Regions from separate parts of the Rattus norvegicus genome. Here region 2 is linked to region 1. The links are chromatin contacts, called in public Hi-C maps. All regions are on one chromosome and are shown on one strand. Each heading gives the region's core, a stretch centred on a gene start, on an enhancer-like site or on the middle of the called end of the contact. The rest is flanking DNA. Distances are from core to core; before and after follow the strand shown. Region 1 has its middle 31 kb from the start of Nalf2. Region 2 holds the start of Eda (ectodysplasin-A).

Region 1 (7,598 bases), core at 3,199-5,698:
CACTGTGTATACCCATTTTCCATTTGGCTACAGTCTTCAGAAGTTTCATGATTGGGTTCCAAAGAGGTGGCCCACATCACAAAGTTTTAGAGGTTGAGTAAAAGAAGAAGTTACCTGAAGAAGAAGTTCAAGAGTGGGCCTGATTTAAACACCACACTTAGCCATAGGTACTGACTGTGTAAATGACACCACCAAGCAAAGCTCTGGATAGTACAGGTTCTTGGTTGTTTTGTGCAGGGCCTTCCTTGAATGGAACACAATTCCAGATCTTCTTAGGAGAATATTAAAGAGAACTTAATAGAATTAGAAAAATGAGGAGCATTTTTGTTGGGTTAATGGTGCAAAATCCAACAGGAATATGAAGGAATATAGTTTAAAAAGAATACGTGATGTATGCTTATATTTTTATTCTTTTCCTTTAGAAATGCAAAAATGTCTTGTCATACTGTCATTCATATTCTTTAAAGTGGCTATATAATAAGTCATTGTGTATATGCATCAAATTTTACTGAACCCATCTTCTTTTGATATAATCTAAGCTCCAGTAATATATATGATTCATGATCTTACAACAGCTATTATTACATACACAGCATCCAACAGAGGTGTAAACACATAAGCACATCTTATTACAGAGGATTTGTGCTACCTTTTAACGTTAACTGGGAGGTGGCAGGGCAGAGTGCTCTGGAATGCTATGACCTCATTTTGCTACCCTTTACCGGTTTTGGTGCTTTCCCAGATCTTTGGTCTGTTGAAGCTAAATGACTTCCTTGAACATGGTGGAAAATGGAGCCAAAAGTTCAGCTGGCCTGGCAGGAGTCTCTTGAGTTATACCCACCAACTAACAGTTACCGATTGGTGACACTCACTTTTTTTTTTTTTTGTTACTGTTGTTCCTTGAACCACTTGAAGCAGTGGCCAGAGATGGCAGACTACTTTTAGAATCCAGGCAGATAATAAAAATCCAGGAAGCCAGCTTCATGTAGGATGACAGATGGCAACTGACACCTAGTTTCAGCGAGGGACCAAAGGGGAAGGTGTGACAGTGGGACTGACTTCTAGAGCTGACTCAATTCTAGCTGCCAAAACTGCCACCTATTAATGGATAAGCCAGGAATTTGGCTTTAAATGAACTCTTCCCAGCATGTACAGAAAAATAATAGAAAGTGCAGAAGCTCTGAGTGCTTACTATGTGTCAGGCAGTGTTCTAAGAGCTTGGACAAGGGCTCCACCGCTAACCAAGAAGCTATTTGAAATTGATACCTTCTGGGAAAGGGAAAATCAGTTTTCACTGTGTATTTCAACCACACTCCAGGGCAGGCCCCATGCCTAGGAGTAATTGGTCAACACTTCATATTGTTGTTGATTCTTTTCTTTGTGAGCATTTTGTTTCCATTTGGATTTTTTTGTCTTTCTGTTTTGTTTTTTAATTTGATTTTAATTTTAATGTTGTGGGGAGGGAGGGTGGGAGGGAAAGAGAATGAACATAAAGTTGGATGGTAGGAAGGATCAGGAGAAATGGGCAAAAACATGATCAAAATATATATTGATTGTATTGATTGTAACCCAGGGAGATAGAGTACTATTGTTTATCTCCATATTACAGATGAGCTAGGGAAGGCTCAGATAATTTAAGCAACATCCATAGAGTCATACAGATCAAGTGGCAGACTCAGAATACAACCCTAGGCTATGTTCTTAACAATTACAATATACAACCACTTACTGTGGTCCCCTAACTGACACGTGAATACTGAAGAAATCATCACTACCAAGCCAGATTAAATGTTGCTGGAAGCCTCCTGAAGAGATCCTGGCTTTAATCTGGAATGAGACCATTGTCATAGACGGTTCTAAAGATCTAAACCCTAGCTAACTCCTTTGCTAGCATTCCTGCCTAGACAAGGTCTGGCTCAGGAGCAAGCCTTTTTTAAGCTGCCATTTAGTCATACTGCCTTCTGTTTCAATTGCTTTTGAGAACGAGGTGAAGGCATAGAGCTGGGTCAGTTGACCTAGCTTTGGGATCTCAAGAGGCCTCAATATTAGAGGCAGAAAGATGCCGGCACTTGATTACTTTCTAATTCTTGGCTTCCTTCTCCTCCTCTCCCTCTTCCTCCTCTTCCTCCTCTTCCTCCTCCTCCTCCTCTTCCTCCTCCTCCTTTTCCTCCTGTTCTTTGATCGTAGTAGGGATGGAACCCAGGACTTGGCAAGTTGCACTGCCATTACATCTTTAGCTTTTGGGTTTTAGGAAGAGGGTTTTGCCAGGTTGTCCAGTCTAGCATGAGCTTCGCTAGGTAACCCAGGCTGACCTTGAATTTGCAGTGATCTTCTTGCCTCTCAAGTGCTGGGATTACAGGCATGTACCACCATGCCTGGCTGGTTCTGACTCTGGTTTGTTGGCATGTTTGTTTGGAGTGGGTGGATCTTTTGGTGTCTGTCAGTCTCAGTTTTCTCACCTGTAAACCCCAACTAGTAATCTCCCCTGCACAGGGTTACTGTGAGACGCAGCAGGACACTGTGTGCACAGAAGCAGTACAAATAGCATATGCTTAGCAGTAGGGCTTGTTTAGAGACAAAAAGATGCCATCTCCTAGGGAAAGTTACAGAGAAATGGAGCCAGGGATGACGAGCTTTGGAGGTAAGGGCTTGGGCAAGTTAACATCTACCATGAGTGCTCCTTTGACAACCATCTCCCTTTGCCATTTGTTTGTTCACTTTCAGTTTTTTAATTTTTCTTACATTCATTTACTTGCGTGTATGCTTGTACGACCACAAACATTCTACAATGAGTGTGGGTGGGTGGAAGGTTTTACCTTCCACTATGGGGTCCTGATGAATCTCAGGTCTCCAGGATTGGTGGCAAGTGCCTTTACCCTCGGAGCTATCTCAAAGACTCTACTTTTATTTTTTTCATATAAATTTACAGGTTCATGTGGTGAGTTCAACAAGACTAAACACACAAACACACACACACACACACACACACAGAGAGAGAGAGAGAGAGAGAGAGAGAGAGGAGAGAGACAGAGAGAGACAGAGAAAGAATATCTTTTCCTCATGAATATCAGGCTCCATAAGAATAAAAAGGTACTTGCTGAAAGTGAGGTTCATTATTGTGGAGAAAATTTGATCATGCATGTCCCCGGCCACTTCGTGATAAGATCAACCAATGTATGATTGCTGAGAATCAACCTCCAGTAAGCAGCAGGAAGGTCAGGAGGGGGCGATATTGGAGGGTAAAGGTAACAGAGTGGAGAACTTCAAAACCTGGTGAATAGGAAGGCAGGCACTTGTTCTTGGCAGCATCCGGTCTCCAGTCTTGTCACAATGTACTCGTGAGTGAAAACCGCTCAAACAGATGCCTCTGAAACCCTTCACAGAGTCCTATTGAGTCTCCCACTGCTCTAGACCTAGTCAGGGCAGCCCACCAAAATGGGGTGGTCACAGTGTGGAGGGCTTTGAATATCAGCTTTTGCTTTCCCCAACCAGTGGGAGCAATTGCTGGAGCAGGAAGTCAGACTAAAGCTCTAGAAGGCACCTGGCCCCGTGCCAGGGCATCTCTTCTTGCGACGGCAGGAGGCTGGAGGCAGGTGTGGAAAGAATGAAGATCTGGGGACAAAATAGCAGACAGGATGATGGATCAGTAGGAGAGAGGATAATAGGAAGGAGTCAGGGAAAATGGAGAGAGGGAAGGAAGAGGAGGAACGGGGAGGGAGGAACAGAGAGGGGGAAAGAGGGAAAGACAGAGAGAGAGAGAGAGAGAGAGAGAGAGAGAGAGAGAGAGAGAGAGAGAGAGAGAGAGAGAGAAAGAGAGAGAAACTGAGACAGACATCATCTAGATCTTTGTGGTGGGGGAGTGGAAGGCACCAAAGGAGTCCCAGATGATAGCTGATTGACTTCTTGCTCTAATCGCCAGGGGGAAAGGCAGGCCATTAGTACAAACAGTGAATTGACCCCTTAGTGGCTTTCTTCCTTCTGCACCAAAAAGCTGCCTATGCAACCCTGTACATCTTTTCATTCCAGCCTGGCTAGACGGGGCGGCCAGCTCCCAAGCTGTGGCTGAGGCTCTGGAGCGCTGAGCTGCATTTCATGGCATGGTTCCGGGAGGCCCCGGCCTTCAGGGGCCTGGAGGCCGGCGCTCCCGCCCAGCCTCCTGCGCCCCGCCCATGCCCCAGCCTCAGCCTGCTTTGGCTTGACAGGGTAGTGGGAAAGCCAAGGCCGCCAGAGGCGGAGGGGAGCAGGCAACTGAGGGCCTGGGTGCGGATGAAGGCGGGAAACGGCCCAGACGCGAGGAAAGCACGAAGTAGTAGAAAGTGGCCAAGGAGGGAAGGCCGGCAGGGCGGACTGCAGCGGACCCCCGCGCCTGGGCCTTGTTCAGCGGCTGAGCCTCCGCCTCCCTGGCGCCTCCCGCCCGGGTAGGAGGAGCCACAGCGCCACCCAGCGGCCGGTGTCGGGGAAAGGCAGTTAGGGCTTTTCCATTGCCCCAGAAGAGCTGGAAGCAGAGTGGTGTAGAGCCTGAGGGAAGCGCCTGGAAGATAGATAGCAAGTGCAAAGGTAGGGGGCAATTTGTGGTTGATTAGCTTTCAAAACCAGACCTTCCGTTCACTTCATCTACAGATCCATGCAGAACGTGGTTTTACTTGAACCTTACCTCAGGTCAGCTGATAATATAGGCTTCTGAATTCAACAATCTTCATGGCTCCCAATGGACCGCGATGTGAAGCCAACCTAGATTTCCTGTTCTGACGACCTTCAAGGCCTTTCATGTTTTTACCTTAGGCAATCTTTCAAGCTCATCCCTTGCCACCCACTCTGTACATTCTAAACCACTTTCTTACCCAAATGAACTACTTACCACCTCCACAATCATTCACTCAGTGGATGTTGACTAAAGCACTAGAGAAATGACAAAGGAAAGAAAACATGACAAAAAAGGTTCTTTTCTTCCTTAAACCTTCCATTCAAATGCAGAGACAACAAACAAGAAAGCAGATGTGAAAACCATTGTCCTGTGTCCACTTATCATTTAAAATAGTTCTGTGCTGTCTAGATGGTATAAAAGGCAGGGTGACATGTTAAAATATTGGGGCAAGAGGGGGACTATTATTCAATGAGTAGTCAAGAGATGCCCTCTGAGAAATTGACTTGTGAGCTGGAACCTCATAATGAAGAGTCAGCCAAGCAAAAATCCGAGGAAGGACATTTGAGGTTGAGGAACTGCAAACATAAACTCAACATAGGTGGGGCCGGAAGGGAGGGAGGTTCTGAGGAGGGAGGGGAAGGCAAGTTGCTTCTGGTTGTAGAGAGCTTGGTGAGCCATGGAGAGTTCTACTGTATTCTATGTGTGATGTGAAACTATGGGAAGTTGCTAGCAAGAGAATATGGGATGCTTTTCATCTTTAGAAATGTTCCACAGGAAGAATACAATGTTAGAGACCGAAAGACTATTTCTCCACTCCTCTTTGAGCATTCCAGCATTTGTTGTCAGTTATCTTGTTGGGCTTTGTCATTTGGATGGGGGTGGGGGGTGGGGATGGGGGTAGGTGGGGGTGGTAAGATGAAATCTCAAAGTTGTTTTGATTTGCATTTTCCTATGTGCTAGGGAGGATGAACATTTTGGAGATATTTCTTAGCGTGTGTGTGTGTGTGTGTGTGTGTGTGTGTGTGTGTGTGTGTGTTGAGAGTTCTCTGTTCAGATACCAGGTTCACTTTTTGAGTGGGTCATCTGTGAGACATCTTTGCCTATGGTCTAAGAGTCACTAGTGGCCTGAACTAGATGACACCAATGGGCATGGAAGACATTGTCAAAATCTACATGCATTTTGAGAGATCTCTGTTTAAGGTTTTCCCCCCTATCCAAGGCAGGAACTCTTGAGAGCAGATGCCATGTTTGAGTAACCTATTGACACTCATCCTACACTCCAAGGCAGTTACCTTCATGAACATTCAGTACTAAGTGAATAGACATCTGTGTGGCCACCACAGTGCATGTGACAGAACCTGTTGCTGTAATGGACTACTGCCGTTTTTTTTACTTATCCCCATGTCTTTTGTGCTAGCAACTGGACCCAAGGTCTTCACTTAGGTTACTTTGCATTGTTATTTAACTATTTAACATCTAATCCCCTCCCTTTGTTTTAGAGATCAATCCTAAAAGGAGAAAAAAAGGATTCTATGAATGTTGGATAGACAGTCAAAGTCATCATAGCATAAAATGCTCACTATTTTGAATCTCAAATAATCTCTTCTTTCCACTTGCCCCAATTGTTTATCCACATCCATTATGCTAAGATCCTTTTGAGCCTCCCATTAATTGTTATAGTATTACAGCACAATGCAAGTGAATATTGGGGTGAAATTGCAAGTCTTAAAAAAGATTCAAGATTTCACCAAGTCAATGGAAATGATATTGGAGACCATCTCTAGTATCACACAGACCCTTGCTAAATGGGGATCTGGCAGAGATAGGCAGGCCAGTTACAACTGGCAAATTGACCTGGGTAATGACAGTATCAAGGTTTCAAAGGGACAACTCAACTCTCAGAGAATTAGAAGAGGTCCTTGGGATAATTGAGGAAGCTCTTGAATTTTACACACAGAACCTTGTCTATGACTGTGCTGCAAAAGCCAACGTTGTGTTCCCATGCACTTTGGTCTGGAAAATTACATTATCCTGCAATGTTTGAGTCATTTTCTTTGTTGTTGTTGTTCATTCTAAGAATTAGTGCACTTGTCCAATTATTTACACATTTTAAATAGAAATCAAGATATTTCCAGCATGTTCAACTTCATTTCCCAGGTTAAAGTCCCAAATCAAGACTTTTCCTTTTCTCTAACTCTATTACACAATGTTGGTTCCCATTTACAATGAAGCCTTTTTCTAGTACCACTTATCCTGGAATAACAAGGACTTCATGTAGCTGCAGTCTTCTCTTCACTGGTGATTGCCAGGCCTGGCTGCACATTAGAACCACTTGTGGAGTTTGTTAACAAAGCCGAAACTAGGACCCTCCTCACTCCACACTAATTAAATTAGACTTTTTGCTGGCAGGGGCCTGTTCTAATACTCTCCAGGTGATTGTAACACAAGGCCAGGGCTTCAAGACACTAATGTCCTCCCCTCTTCATGCTGTGCTGAGATGGAGGCTGGCTGTAGTTCTCTGACCAGAGGGAGAGTGTCAGAGTCTGGGTCTAGACAGACAGGTACACTCAGAGTGGTATTTGCAGGGTAATGCTAGCCTACCTCACGAGTCAAGGGGTGGCATAAAGCTTGTAGAGCTACTTGCTTGGCAATATCATTATGCCCTGTACTCCTTAGATGCATAGTCCCAACCCCTGCACTTTTCCTGTGTAGTAGTATATAGAGACTCTATCTCTCCGTCATATACCCAAGGCCAAGAAAGCCTGCCTTGCTCTGGACATGTGGGAGGCCAAAATGCTAACTGTAAATGTTATAGTAAAGTTTAGAAAGTCATATTGTATGTCTAGAACGTATCCATCCTGCTGTACTGCCCGCATCCAACGCAGTGTGTGACCTGTTGTAATGGCTCCGTAGGTATATTTTGAATGAATGAATGAATGAATGAATGAATGAA
Region 2 (7,598 bases), core at 2,986-5,485, 120 kb before region 1:
AGGTTCCACCTTTATCTCTCTCAACAGAACTTTTACCAACATTAAAAGACATCTAATACTCCTCTGTGTGAGGGTGTTAGATCTCCTGCAACTGGAGTTGCAGGAAGTTGTGAACTGTCATGTGGTTGCTAGGAATTGAACTCAGGACCTCTGGAAGAGTAACCAGTGCTCTTAACCACTGAGCCATCTCTCCAGCCCCGACATCTAATACTTAACTCTGTATCTGCCACAGAAAACTTTTTATTTATTGAGCTTGGATCATTAAATTACACCAATATATTAACCATACTCATCTCTCCTGATTTGGAAGACTTTAATATATCATACCCCACCCACCCCTCATTCTCCAGATTGAAAAAACAACTAGAAAATATCCCCCTTTTGATCAATTTAATTGGGTTTCTGGAGACTTATCAATCAATTGTAAGCCTTTTTTTTTTTTTTTTGAGGAACAACCACCAGAATTTTCTTTCTGATTAGAGGCGAAAAAATTCACGTTTGATCTCCTTCATGGAAAAAAGTTTTGTTTTGTTGTTGACACATTCCTGAGATTTTCTACCATGTTTTTGACATTTAAGAGACATAATTATGACCAGACCTTCTTTTCTACAGTGTGATCCAGTGATTTTCAATGTTTTGAATTATTTGTTGTCAAATTCAGACACTACTGGTGCATCTCTAGGCCTCAAGCTAACTCTTCCCTAAGTAACCAGACACAGCGACTCATTCAGCTGAGACAGCTCATGACTCCAGTCAACCTCTCACTTTTTATGATTAGAAACCATTCTCCCTTTCTAAAATCTAATCTCCCTTTCTAAAATCTCCTTTGCAGAAAATTGTGCAGAAATTGTCCTGAATTCTTTCTGTATCCTGACTTGTTTGTTTGTTTGTTTGTTTAATTCCAGTATGGTATAGACACACCTTCAATGATTTCTGGAGTCTTTCCTTGAGTCATAATTAAGAGCCCACAGTCCAATCATCTCATAAGTATGAATCACTTTACCTTTGCCTAAATATATGTATGATCTCACATAATGAAATGCCGCTGACTGTTCTGCTCACCCCAGCTTAGTTCCATCAGTTTACCTTTACTCTTTCTAAATATGTTAGTAGGAAACCCAAATATAGTGGCCACTGGAAGACGCTGCGTTTTGTCTCTAATCCCCTCTGTACAAGACGTGCTGTAACGGCAGCTGTTGATGTTGAAAACCTAAAATACAAAATAAGGCCAAGTCCCACAAGGCTATTTACTTCCTTATTTATGAATCAGAATCTGTCAGCATAACTTAGAATTTTGACTGTCAGCAGATACTACGATTAAATGTCACCGAAAAACCAGCAGAGGGTGCAGCAGGGCACTAGAAATTTTACCCAAGATATAGCACATCAATGTAACTCGATTAGCCAGTCAACTTTTCCTTTATTTATTCATTCATTTATATGTTTGTTTCTTTGTTTACATGCTAAGGCTAATATTGTCAAAAGAAATAAGTTGAATCTGCGATAAAATTCCTTCAGTGAGCTAAAATTCTCCTGAAAGTGAAATTCAAGATGAATAAGGAATACATGGTTAAACTTAGTCTTCCCAAAATTAGAGCAGAACAAAATGACACAGATCTGAGCCCTTCATTTTGTAAAAAGCCTACTATGGAGCTCCAACCTGTTGTCCCTTCATTCCCCCCCCTTCAAAAAAAACCTTCTCAGCAGACACTATATTATGGAGGGGTGTGTACTAAACTGGAAGATGGGAGAGCACCTTCATCCTAGTTTTGACTCAGGCTATGATATCTTGGGCCACTTACTTCTCCCTTGAGGCCTGTATGTTCTCCAAAGGAATCAGTAAAATAGACTCAGGTAGTACCTTACAATCTGGAAAACACAAATTCCAATTAATGCTAATAAATGTAAAGAACTAGTATTGCTTTGATTGCCCCAAAAGACTAAAGTAGACTAAAGGACAGCAGAGAGGAAGCTGTGCTGAAACACGTAAGCATATCTGCTACACCTGGGGCAAGCAACCGAACGGCATTGCAAAGCTGTGAGTCCCATGCCGTCACAGAAGCTAGAATGCTGCTGTCCTGCCAATCTATAAACAGGGCTCTGTCTTTCCTGATTGCTCAAAATCCTTGAGCACCATTTGAGTAAAGAAGTTAAATTTCCTGATTGTATGTATGTATGTATGTATGTATGTATGCATGCATGCATGCATGTATGTGTGCATGGATATATGTATGTGCAGAATATCAATGTGGAGCTGCTAAGTACCTCTACTGGGATGGGGGGGGCAAATAAAAGACCCAGAGTCTCAATTAATTCTCCTTTAGCCCCAGTGTTTAAAGTTTCAAGTATGAGACGTCTGTCTGCTGATTCTCTTCTTTGATAAGCTGTTAAATAAGTTTGAGTGTCTTTGACATTTTAGGTCTGGGGCAATTTTACCAAGCACATTGTAAAAGAAAAGAAAAGGAAGGAAATGGAAGGAAAGAAAAGTGTCAGTCCTGACAGAGTATTGTTATGAATGTGATGGCTCTAAAAGTGTTCAACCCGTTAAGTCAAAGTAGCACAAACACTGTTTAAAGAGTTGTGACAATAACTATGTATGTAGCACCAAATACAGAAGGCTTCCTTGCCTCACCTCAAGTAAGTTACTTACACAACTTGCCGTTTCCTCCAGAAGTTACAAATTCACCATTAGTCTTTAACCACCTCAAAAAGATCCTTGGATGCTTTGCCTAAGATTCAAGTGTGAGACATCTATGGGAACCACAAGAAGGCTTAATATCAAGTACACTAAATTTGCTTGAATAACGAGTTAGAAAAACAACCAAGATAAAGGTTTGCTAAAAGGGATACAAACACTCTAAAGATTATCAAAAGCAAAACAAAAATCCAACTTCCTGTTCCAAAGGCAGCATTAATGAAAACTCTTCACACCCACTGCACCCAACTCCATCCACAAGAGTGTCAGAACCGGCATGCAAAGGGTGAGTTTTATTTCCATAGATTTTTCAAATTGCTGTTCAGAAGTTGTCTAGCAAGACGGCATATTTCTACCAGAATTCCTCAGGGGCACTGATCCTCACTAGAACGCAGAGGAGAATCGGTCTCAAATTGCAGGTGAAAAAGCTCAGGTCCTGGTCAGCGCACAAGAAGCCAGCGCTGAAAGTACGGTTAAAAGTTGTTTCAACGGGCGTGGAACAGTTAGTACAGCTGTTTACAGCTCCAACTCCAAAGAGGAGCCTGCTAGTGCTGGAATCAGCCCGGGACACGAAGAAACAAGCACCACGGGCAGAGAATCTCACCAGGGGGCACGAGGGGCCAAGCTGCTCGCCGTTAGACGGCCACGGGGGTGGCGCAGACACCTCCGCGCCCGGATGGGTGCAAGGCAGGCCAACTTTTCGCGAAGCAGCCCACACCCCCCCGGGGGCGGCGCGTGCAGGCTGGGCTTTCCAACTCCACGGGACCCGAGAGGGTCTGGATGAGCCAAGCTAGGAACCGAGGACAACCTGCCCTGGACAACCTCTCCCCAGCACTCTGGCCCACTCCCAGCTCCTGCCTGGAACTTGGCTCTGAGTGGCAGAGTCCCCTGAGCCCTGAGGCCCAGGCCCCCGCCCAACCGAGCAGGGGAGGGGGCCTCCAAGGCCGCCGCCCCTCCTAGGTGACTCACCTGGTGCCGGTCCTGGGAGTCAGGGGGGAGTGGATCTTCTCCTGGTTCCAGGGGCTGCTGTTGAAAGGACGGCTGCCCGAGGTGGCGGGTGATGGGACCCACAGGGTCGAGGCTCCCAGGGCTGCTTAGGGTGCCAGAGGTGCCAGGAGCACCCGGGCCACCGAGGCGGGACTCGGTTCCCCGTTCCCGCCGCAATTCGGACCGCAACTCTAGGTAGCAGCACAGCGTCAGCAGGTGGAGGGCCAGCGAGAGGCCAAAGAAACCCAGGAAGAGCCGGCAGCTGTTCCCTTCGCCCGCCCGAGCAGGGGCCCCGCGACAGCCGCAGCCCTGGCTGCCCCGCTCCCTTGGCGCTGCAGCAGGCAGGGGTTCCCTGCGCTCTACCTCAGGGTAGCCCATGGCCTCCAGAGACAACCACTATCTGAGGCCCGGGAGCCACTGCCTCTGCCTCAGTCCTTCACGACCCCTGACAGGCGACTACTGTCCTGCCATCGGCTGGGGGCTGCAGGGACCCGTTCCTGAGCGACGGTGGCTGGGCGGGACAGAACAGGGAGCAGCCGCATGTGCAGCTCCACTCCGAGGGGTGGGAAAGGGAGGAGGAGGGGCGGGCGAGAGGGGCGGCGCGGCCCGAGAGGGAACGAGGGAGGAGGTCCTCACCTACCCCGCCCCATGCCTCAAGGGGCGGCCGGGACGCCCAACCACGGGCCCGCCAGGCCTGGCCGCCCCGCCCCCTGCCGTTCCACTCGGGCCTCCAGCCGTGGGGCGGGGCCTGGGGGCGTGGGGGTTCACCTCTGCCTGGCAGCCCCACCCAGCTCTTCCCGCTTGCCCCGTTGCAGTTGGTGAGTGCGGCTGTCGTTCAGCTTTGGACTCCACCCCGGTTTAACCCTTCAGCGCCGCTATGGGGGAGGGCGGGAGGGGGAGGCTGAGAAGAATTTGGGAACCTTGGAAAGAACGTGGAGCAAAGAAAAGGAGGCAGAAACTAGCATTAATAGAAATGTTTGCAATTAACTGCAGTTGCTAATAACATCATCCAGTACTTATCTGTTGCTTTCAATCTTCAAAGCGTTTAACAGACGTTAAACTAATTAAAACAGTTCAGGGTTTGGAATGAAACCATGCCTGCTGTGTTTGCAATTCAATGGCTCGCCAGAAGAAAAGGAGACCTAGGAGCCTGGGAGCCAAACAGACTGGGAACCTGGCTGCCCCACTCCCAGAATGAGTCTTGGGACACAGTCTGAGCATAGAGAGGGTGCCTAGCGCCAAGTAAAACTGAAGTGATGCTGTCCCTTGAAGGCTAAAACGGTTTCCTAGGATTTCTTGATATATTAATTCATTCAAAAGATATGCATTGATCCCTTTCTCAGTGCAGAAAGTGCTGTGTGAGAGAACCCGCAGCCAAAAGTTTGTCTTCTTCCAGGGCTGCAGAAGTTTTGGAAGAACTCGAGCCTTCGAGGAGCAGGTGGGGAAACTGAGGGTCATGATGAGGTGAATTTTTACAGGGGTGGTCCACAGAATGGCCAGACACTAATGGCATCTGTACTCACAGGCAACTGTTCTGGCCTCTCCACCCTTCCCATGCTTCCCCTGGAGTACTCCCTGGGGTAAGTTCAACAAGTCAGCCAAATGTTCCAGATGTACACTGCTGCAACTGCAGCATCTTCAAAAGCTGCACCAATCAGAAACAGGGTCAGAGGGGAAAAATGGCAAATGTCAGAACAATAGACCTGGAAATGAAGGATGGAAAAGATTAGTTGTCAAGAGTCACAATTGACAAGCATTAGTAGTCTCAGATTTTAGAGAGCTAACTAGCTGTAGCAGGACAAGCATCCACTGTTTTAGCCAGTAGGTACTCTCATTTCCGTGTAATTGAGAAATGAATAATTATCCATTTTTATTAACTTGAAGCAAGTATAGTAAAAGCCACTGAGAAGGCTCGGTGATGCACCAGAACACTTAAGGCTAGGCCTAAGACGTAGGCTGATAAGGGAGAAGAAAAACAAAGAAGAATATAGAAAAGAGACAAAAGAACAACAAAACCAAAAGCATATGGTGGAGAGGTCAGTGCAGAGAGCACAGAGGTCATATAAGCTTTAAATATATCAGCCACAGACATGTTTTCCTTCATAGCTTAGTGAATGGCCTCAGTGCTTCACAAACATCTTTTTGTCCTCTTTTTAACCTTTACCCATGAAACAGAACGTTTGCAAAGGATCTCATCATCACACAGATAAGGAGGAAAAGAAAGGCTTGCAACAGCAGCTCTCGAGATCTACTTGTCCAGACCAGGAATTCTAGATGCTAGGAAAACCGCCAAGCTGGTTTACCTTAATTATCACAGCCTGGATTATTGGAAAGAATGCTAGACCAGAAGTCAGGAGGCGTTATTCTACCACTAGTTTGTTGGGTCACTCTGAGCGAAGGGAGTGGGGAAGCATTAGCTTGGTTTCTCCAACTGTAAAAGGAGGAGTTTAAACTGTAACAGCTATTACATGGGCCTTATCAGTCTCATCACTGGCTCTGTTGACTTTATTGCACACCCGGTTTAAAGAGGCTGTCTTTCCTTCCTCTAAAATGAGAGGGAAATAAATGGCATCTGTCTCCTGATGGTGGTGGGAGTGAGCCTGACAATGGTGGTGATGCTCAAGGGGTCTCATGGGTCCCTGCTTCCGATGTTCTACCTACTTTTTTTTTTAAATTTATCACTCTGTGTGTGTGTGTGTGTGTGAGAGAGAGAGAGAGAGAGAGAGAGAGAGAGAAGAAGGAGGAGGAGGAGGAGGAGGAGGAGGAGGAGGAGGAGAGACAGAGAGATGGGGGAACTCACATGCCACTGAGCACATTAGGAGGTCAAAGGACAACTTTGTGGAATGTGTTTTCACTTTCCACCTTTGCATAAGTTCCCAGGATCAAAGTCAGATTATCAGATTTGCAACTGTAGAGCAGCAAATGCCTTCCTCTGGTGGGCCATCTCACTGCAGCCCTTTCTTTTAATAATGGACCAAGAAAGACTCCCTTTATACCATTGCCCCTAGAAGCCATCAGAACTGCCTTTGACCTCAGATGTCATTTTGATGCCCAAGAGGCAGAAAATAAGACTTCATATACTTTAAAAATATTCCGGTGAGTGGAGGCAGTGAGAAATGCATGTGGTTATAGTAATTATCATTACAATGATGAAGTGCTGTGTATTGAACTTAGACGTTTCACTTTCAGTAGACAGGCATTCTAACACTGAGCCACACCCTCAGCCCAAAGTTCCTGTTTATTAATATGTTTTTTGTGTTTTGATGCACTGCTTCAGTTTGCCTCTCAGTTTGCATAGAGCCCAGTCCCCTACAGCATAAGTCTTAAAACGATAAACCTATGCGCCACATTCAGCAAACAGATGTAATGTGTTTGGTGTACTATCGGCTAAAACTTGGAACTGAAAAGAAAATTCAATTCTAGCATTTAGAAATCTGGAGATTTCATGCTTTCAGAATGTTGCTTTTCTACATTTCTAAATATAAAAACAAAAAAAAATCACAAGACCTGTTAACATTAGATTCACATTCCCATATGGCTAAACCCAGCTAAAACTGCCCTTTTGAGTTAATTTCCATGTAATCTTTCTTACCCCATGGACTCTGGTCTTCAATTCTGCCCTTGTTAGACACTTGACTTACTTGCACGGGCTCCTTGGCCAGGATATAATCTGCCATTCCAACATTATTATTTGCTAACCTGCAAAGAAGCCATGCTACCATATTGCTAAATTCACTTTCCCCATACCTCTGCACATTAGCCTGACTCATATTTTTAACCAGAAGTATCCGCTACCCCCTCAAAGCCTGATAAATGAAGAATCACATACTCTCTTTACTATGGCTTTATACCTTCCTCTAGATTTTCTTTTATCCTTTCATTGCACATTGAACATACATACCTTAATGATATCAAG

Evidence for each region. A called contact is a pair of places that touch in the nucleus more often than the background predicts.
Region 2: a contact with region 1 is called in a Hi-C map of Schwann cells, with 17 times the contacts expected there. The contact joins the promoter of Eda here to the enhancer-like site in region 1. A contact is called at or near these places in 6 of 12 Hi-C or Micro-C datasets (the A7r5 cell line, Schwann cells, frontal cortex and 2 more).

Annotation. Positions count from the first base shown.
Region 1 is chrX:68,992,596-69,000,193 of GRCr8, reverse strand. No RefSeq gene overlaps it. Among named protein-coding and RNA genes, the nearest start is that of Nalf2, 31 kb to the right of the region's middle. Within about 2 kb of position 4,448, at least 11 of the 93 cell types and tissues checked have an H3K27ac peak or open chromatin away from gene starts, as enhancers often do. A contact at or near this core is called in Schwann cells and liver, where this site is marked.
Region 2 is chrX:69,115,457-69,123,054 of GRCr8, reverse strand. Eda (ectodysplasin-A) reads right to left here and starts at 4,235. Exons shown (of 8, transcript NM_001305243.1): 1 at 3,665-4,235. The coding sequence starts at 4,060.